Linked DNA regions of Drosophila melanogaster: region 2 is linked to region 1. Evidence: chromatin contacts called from public Hi-C data. All regions are on one chromosome and are shown on one strand. The core of a region is the stretch at or near the end of the contact, and the rest is flanking DNA. Distances in the headings are between cores, read along the strand shown.

Region 1 (3,428 bases), core at 333-2,832:
TTTCAAAAACGAGCGTTAAACAAGACAAATTATTACAGATGCTTAGATGCGATAATTGTAACCTAATTGTGATTAATTGTAACTAAATGATTAAAATTAAAATAAAAATCACAGTTTGAATGCACAAAATTGAAATAAAGTCGATTTCTCCATTTACAAAAACTTGATATCTCCATTTGGAAATTCTAATTGGTTTGCTCTCCTGCCTTTTCTGCTTCCACTCTCTCTCTCACTTCCAATTGGAATTGGGGACTAACGAAATGGAATCAAGTTCAAGGCCACGATCGATTGATTGCCATCTCTGTCGCACTTGTTGGATGTGACTCACCTGCTGATTGGAATGAAGCTGCGCTGCTCCTCCTCTGCCGGCGTTGCCTCCTCATCGACGTTGGCAGAGGCAGCGACCTCTGACGTCACGGGGCGGTAAATCAAAGGCTTCACGTTGCGTTCGAAATCGTCGAGGAAAACGACATCGTGGACGGGAATAATGCGGTGATCGGTGACGTTGAAGTGGAGATCGCGAAAGGGGCCGTTGAAGAGGCAGCGCAACGGTGACGTCACCAGCACAGCATCTTCCGGAGGTAACTGTAAAAAATGTACAATATTTGTTGTATTTTAACGTATATCAAACATTTACTGATATAGTTTTATATTAAATCAAATACACCGCAACAAATCTCGTGCAAACATCAGATAAGATATTGATACGATACGATAATTAGTATAATATTTAAACAATGCGCAGTCAGGAGAAATATAGAATGGCTTATCAATTTTAAAATAAAACTAACGGAAACAGTAATATTGTACATATTTCAGTTTCAACTCAAAGCATAAGTTTCTCTGTAGCCAAGACACCATTTGGTAAGTTAAGAAAACTATTAAGTGGACGTTTTTTTTTTTACCTTGATTTTGCCATTGGTCGCCGAGAACATTGAGATTTCGAGATTTCAGCGATAAGAGATGAGCAACAACACAAATCAAATAGAATGCACAAGAAACACAGATACAACACCCACACATGAATGATCGTGCAACGGTGTGCGCAGAACAGTGAAGAGGAAGCAGAGAGACGAAGCAGAGGCGACAAATTGGACACGCGTGCGTCGCGTTGGTTGGATTTTGTGTTTTCTTATTTGACTATTGCCTTTTCGGTGCTACTTTAACGGGTTTCCCCGTTTCACAGCCTTTATCATCTTATTTTCGCAGGGCTTTTTTGCTTTTCAATTTACTGCCTGGGTTTCATTTAACTTCGCTGCTCTTCTACTTCATTCATTATTTGATTTGTTTACGTTGCTATTTCCCAATTTGTTTGCTTCTTTTCACTTCATTTTCTTTCAATTAGGACGCACACAAACACACAGGAAAAAACAAAAAAAAAAAAAGAGAGACACGAACGCCACTTGCACAATTGAAAATAACAACAAATTAATGGGAACGCGCGAAACACGGGCTGCTGCGGCTGCGCCTTCACTTTTCACTAAAACAAAAAGCACGTAAATAATGTTGAGACGAGATTTTGCTTTTTGTTGTTGATTTCTTTGCCGATCGCTCTGCCGCCGCTCGACTGCGCTGCCCGCGACACCGCGCTCTTCCAATTGGTCCAATTGAGATCAAACAGCTGGTGGGCACTCGGATCTTCGATTGCCGCTGTCTGGCAGCACTGGGAACAGTGAGAACAGTGGCCAGACTGCGGAGCTGGCGATGGGCGATAGTTTTGTTTCATTAAAAGTAACTTTTGACTTTATATTAAATACAATACTAAAAAATGTAAAAATATGCTTTTTAATATGCACTTTAAGTGAAAATGATTGTACATTAAGTTTACTTCATAAAGACTTTAATGACCATAATTTGTTGATGGGCGTTAATTTTATTCTAACTTAAATAAACGTAATACCTAATATTTATATGTAATAACAAAATAAAATGAACCTAAATAAATAATGCAATCCACTTTAATTTGACATTATAATTATAATTTTTTTATAAATATATAAAATAAAAATAATAAATAAATAATTTCCGTAGTTATTGTAATGTATTACTATGATGAGTATATGTTAAAAGCTTTAGTTAATTTTATTTAAAAAATCTGAAGACTAAATATGGAATGAATTACGCCAAATGAAATGAAAATATGCATTGAAAAACATGCTTTATACCTAAAGGCGTAATATACATAAAGTGTGCTTTTCAATAAAAAAGTGAATGAACATAATATGGAATCAAATACATATACAAATTGAAATGCAAGTATACATTGATACAATTAAGTATAAAAAATCACAATTGTCATTTAATTTGGTAAATATTATTAAACAATGTATATCAAATAAAAGATGTTAGTATTAATCGATATCTTTCGATTATTTTGTCACGGCGAGGCACGCAGCGAAGCGCTCATCTCTAGCTTCAGCCTCCTCTTCAAAACCCATAGAACTGGCAAAATAAAAAAAAACGAATCAAGCGCTGATTTTACCGAATCTCTTTACTGAATCAGCATATTATCATAGTCCATATAGTCCGGCGTTCGAACGGGTAAGTTGAACACTAAACGGGAGACATGGGAATTATTTAAAATTCGAGAAAAATCGGTGAAAAGGAAGAAAAACAAGTGATTGCATACAGTTAGTTACACACACGCGGCGGCCGTTACTCCTTGTACATGTGTGTGCGTGTCTGTTCGCGCTTCCGAATGTTTGTGTTTTAGTGAAGCGGCATAAGCGTGCATTATCTTGTACAAATGTACGCATTTCTCCATTGCCAACATTCGCTTCACACACAAATTACTCGTTTTCCATGCTGGAAGTGCCATCTTAGTCTATTTCCCAGTTGCAAATTGGAAAATCAAAGAGCGTTCTGCTGGCCAGCATGTGTGGTGCGCGTGTATTGGTGTTGCGGCGAGAGCGCGAGCGAGATGGGGCGATGCGTTGCATGCGGCAACAGCATATCTCTTCCATCTCTTTCGTTTTTGTTCTTTTCCTTTTTTTTTTGTCTTTTTTTTTTTTGCTGACAGCTCTCTATGCTTCTAATAAATATTTATGCACAATTTTTGCAGAGCTGGCGAAGTAAACTTCAACTTCGAGAGTCTCGGAATCTTTCGGACTTTGCTATAGAAAAAACGCTTGTTAAAAAAAAGGATGTAAGTGATGAAGATGAAACGTAATGTAATGAAACGCACACTAGTAACATACATACATACATATCGCTTGAGTACATAGATCACCGCCAATAACATTAATGTTCCATTTTTGCCTTGCAGATCACCATGTCGCACACCATCCTATTGGTACAGCCGGGTGCTCGTCCGGAGACCCGCACTTACTGTGACTACGAGAGCGTCAACGAGTGCATGGAGGGCGTGTGCAAGATCTACGAGGAGCACCTGAAGCGCCGCAATCCAAACACTCCGACCATTACGTATG
Region 2 (3,428 bases), core at 504-3,003, 160 kb before region 1:
TAAAATATTTCCAATGCATAATTTTGTTTAAAACGGCTATCAAAAGTTTTATCCATTATGATTTGTCTAATATTTTTGTTGTATGGATATAACAAGGTATTTTCCAAATAAAAATTACACAGTTATATAATCACAAATTCAAAAGAGTTTCCTAAAGAGCTGATTTATACAACAAGCAATTTCCCAAAGAGAAGAACCTGTATGAAAATGCCAAACTTTTCATGGGCTCATTGTGGATTGAATGATTATTGTTGCGATTGCTGGATCTGGGCAATTCTCCAAATGACCCATGGATTCTCACTTACGAGTACTCCATCGTTGGTTCTAGGACCCATTGCGATCGTGACGAATGAGCTAATGATGTCCATGATCCGTGGGAGGGGATAACCTTGTGGCCATCGCCGCCGGCGATCGGATATCAAATCGAATCGCATGCCTCGGATGCATATACTCGTAGTAAGCTAGCGATGTTCCCGGCTGTTTGGCATGCAAATCGAAGAATCTGATCGCCACCTCGATCGACACGATGAAGGTGTACCACTGGACAACAGCGAACATATAGCCACGGATGGTTATTTATGCGTTCGCGGATACAACTGCCGATTCACTGAGTTCCAGACTTCTCAACCAAATAGCACTGGTTAACAGGCCAGTGAGAAGTGGTAGATTTGAAGTTTAGTTTTTCTATATTAAGAAGATCATCTTAGTCGGCTAAGCACAAAACGTTACCATCTCAACACTGCACATCGGGGGGAATTATCAAAGTGTTCTTTTGTAGGCCAGTGTCGTGTATCTGCAGTGATATATGGACAGCTAAACTATCTTGGCTCAAGCAACGTTACAATTTTATGGGTCAATTTGCGGACGGCCATTACTAGAATTTGTGTGTGTGTGTGTGTGTGCAACAGGTAGCCAAGTGTGTTTTACACAGAGGAAATTAAAAAATCCTTGGTATAAAAATCCTTCCTCCTGAGAAATCTTAAGGTTCAAATATATTCCAGTGAAGAAACTAACCAAATATTAAATACTATTAAATTTTAAATACTATACTATTAAATATCAAATACTATTAAATATTTTAAAGAATTATCTGTAAGTAATACAATTTTCTCGCTGTGTATCTATGAATGTAAGCAATGAACCTATATGCGAAAAGCCACAAAATTGAGGGAAATTAACCTAGGCGGCGACTGCGACTTGGACTAATGCGGTTGCCGCGAACATATATGTTTATACATATGTTTGAATCCCAAGTCTGGATCCGAATCGGTATCCAAAATCAGAATTAGCCGCTTAATTGCAGCGCTGTGGCAACGCCAGCAAACCGGAAAGAACGGCGACAATGATTGCCAATCCGATTCGCAAGCAATCAGTGCTGACTGTACGTCATAACACCAATAGAAGCATAATTAGTATAATTATAAGTTATAAAAAGTAAAGAGTATGAGAAACAGCTACTACATTTAGTACACAATACATTGATCTTTTGGAAAATATGCTTATGAAAGTGATTGAATCCTTAGCCAACAAGTTAAATAACTGCATGAATCTCTAAAGTACAAGTTATATTCTTCAATTTTCAAGTAATTCGTACACATAAACGTTTGCAATCGAATGAGAATGTCATTTCGAAGATGACTCTTTTTTTTATAAGCTTTTGAAAAAAGCTAAGCTCTCATCTCTGATCGCCGGCGCGCCGCAGTCGCGTCGCAGTCGCCGTTCGCTGCTTCCAATTCCGACGCTCTGCAGCTCAGTTTGCTTTGAGCGCTGGAACGCGAAAGTCGTCGACGGAGGGCCAACGTTGCGGATGAAAGTTTCGAAGCGAACTGGGAAGATTTTTGAAAAGCGCAGGCGTGCAACGGTTTTTTTTTTTTAGTTTTTCTTTTTTTTTTTTGGGGGGGTTTGGGCTACGCTTCGCGGCGAGCGGTGAATGGCAGCCTTTTTTTCGAGTGTGGTGGCTGAGTGCAATTCAAAACGCATTTCGTGCATAATTTGTGGAATTTTACGCGTTGTAAAATCAATTTCATTGTGCAAATTTGAAAACTTGCCTGCTTTCCGTTGGCTTTCAGCGGCAACAGCTGAAATATAATGCAGCCACATCAAGCGGGCAAGCAATAAACAAATATCAAAAAAAAAAAAAAAACCAAGAAAATTTACAAAATATAAAAACACACACATTTGAAGAGTCAACAACAGCGATTACAAGGCACTAAAAACCAAAGGAAGAGGTGAGCAAATATTTCCATTCATTTGTTATTCTTTCGTTGGGCTTAAAATATTTTCGTATTTTTTTTTTCTTGTTGCTGTCTGATTTTTCGTTTATTTTGGTTTCGCTGATTTTTTTAATTCGAATGGAGTACACAGAAAATAATAGAATATGTTGAAAATTGTAAGATTTAAACATAATAATATATTTATTATGTGGCATTTGAAATTGAAAACGTGCTAAAATCAATTTGAATTCGACCTGCCTAGCTTGATTAGAACAAAGTAGTACATGCTCTTTTCGCACAGTGTGCCTATCCCAGCTGGCTCACACACACACAGGCACACGCACAACCTCTTTAAAGTTGTCGCTGTTGTTGTTGTCCTCATTTATCTGGACTCAAAGAGCTGAAGTTCGGAGTCGCGGACTCAAAAACTCTGAGCCGTCGTCTTCGATTATTGAGCCGTTTGACTTTTTCCCAACTGCCAGCGAACCTGTTGGCCCCACAGGCAAAAAACAAAAACTACAGCGAAAATATATACGAAACTGGTGAAAAAAGTAGATATATATACATATATATATATATATATATGAAAAAAAAAGATGAAAAAGATGCTCTGGTCAGCCTCTAGAAATAAGCAAGTATCTGTCTTTGAGCTCTTTTCTCTTCTCAATCTTTTGCTTTTTTGCTTTTTTTTTACACTCGTAAAGCCCATAAAGTGCCGCATATACTTGACCTATCCGAAACTGCGGGTTCTACCCGGGGGGAATGGATAATGGATAATGGATAATGGATAATGGATAATGGTCGCCGAAGTGGCCGAGTTGCTTACTGGGTTGGGTTGGCCAGTTGCACTTGGCCTTAAATCGCTTTATTTTACCTGGAAAATCTCTAATTCGTTCCGACGGAATTCAGCGATTTTATGTTGAAATGTCAAGTGCAGAAAAATAAAGTGGTTCTAATAAATATGCAAGTGAAATACATAGATCACTAACAATCCCCTAGATACCTCTTAAAAAACGATCTTTATTTTAAATATACTCATATATAAAGTTTATGAATATCCTTAGTGAATGCAGTAAACAGAAGGCAATATAATATGTTTTTGTAAGTGAAATACTACTTATTTAGAATAATATTCTATAATATATTTGACAAAGACCTGATTTTTTGTTCACTGTGCAATCTGCTTTTGGGTTGAGAGCAATTTTCGTTTGGATT

What was found. Hi-C and Micro-C count contacts between places; a contact is called where the count stands out from the background.
Region 2: a contact with region 1 is called in a Hi-C map of the Kc167 cell line, with 1.8 times the contacts expected there. The contact joins the promoter of CG15365 here to the promoter of rdgA in region 1. A contact is called at or near these places in 16 of 107 Hi-C or Micro-C datasets (the D17-c3 cell line, the Kc167 cell line, the OSC cell line and 8 more) and 2 of 6 datasets of contacts at active chromatin or transcription factors (both in the Kc167 cell line).

What each region holds. Positions count from the first base shown.
Region 1 is chrX:8,905,222-8,908,649 of dm6, reverse strand. rdgA (retinal degeneration A) reads right to left here and starts at 1,582. Exons shown (of 18, transcript NM_001201635.1): 1 at 906-1,582; 2 at 329-585. The coding sequence starts at 935. It overlaps e(r) (enhancer of rudimentary), which reads left to right and starts at 2,402. Exons shown (of 2, transcript NM_167171.2): 1 at 2,402-2,541; 2 at 3,266-3,428. The coding sequence starts at 3,272.
Region 2 is chrX:9,066,308-9,069,735 of dm6, reverse strand. CG15365 reads left to right here and starts at 1,753. Exons shown (of 7, transcript NM_132288.2): 1 at 1,753-2,228. CG10970 reads left to right here. Exons shown (of 1, transcript NM_001298103.1): 1 at 1-137.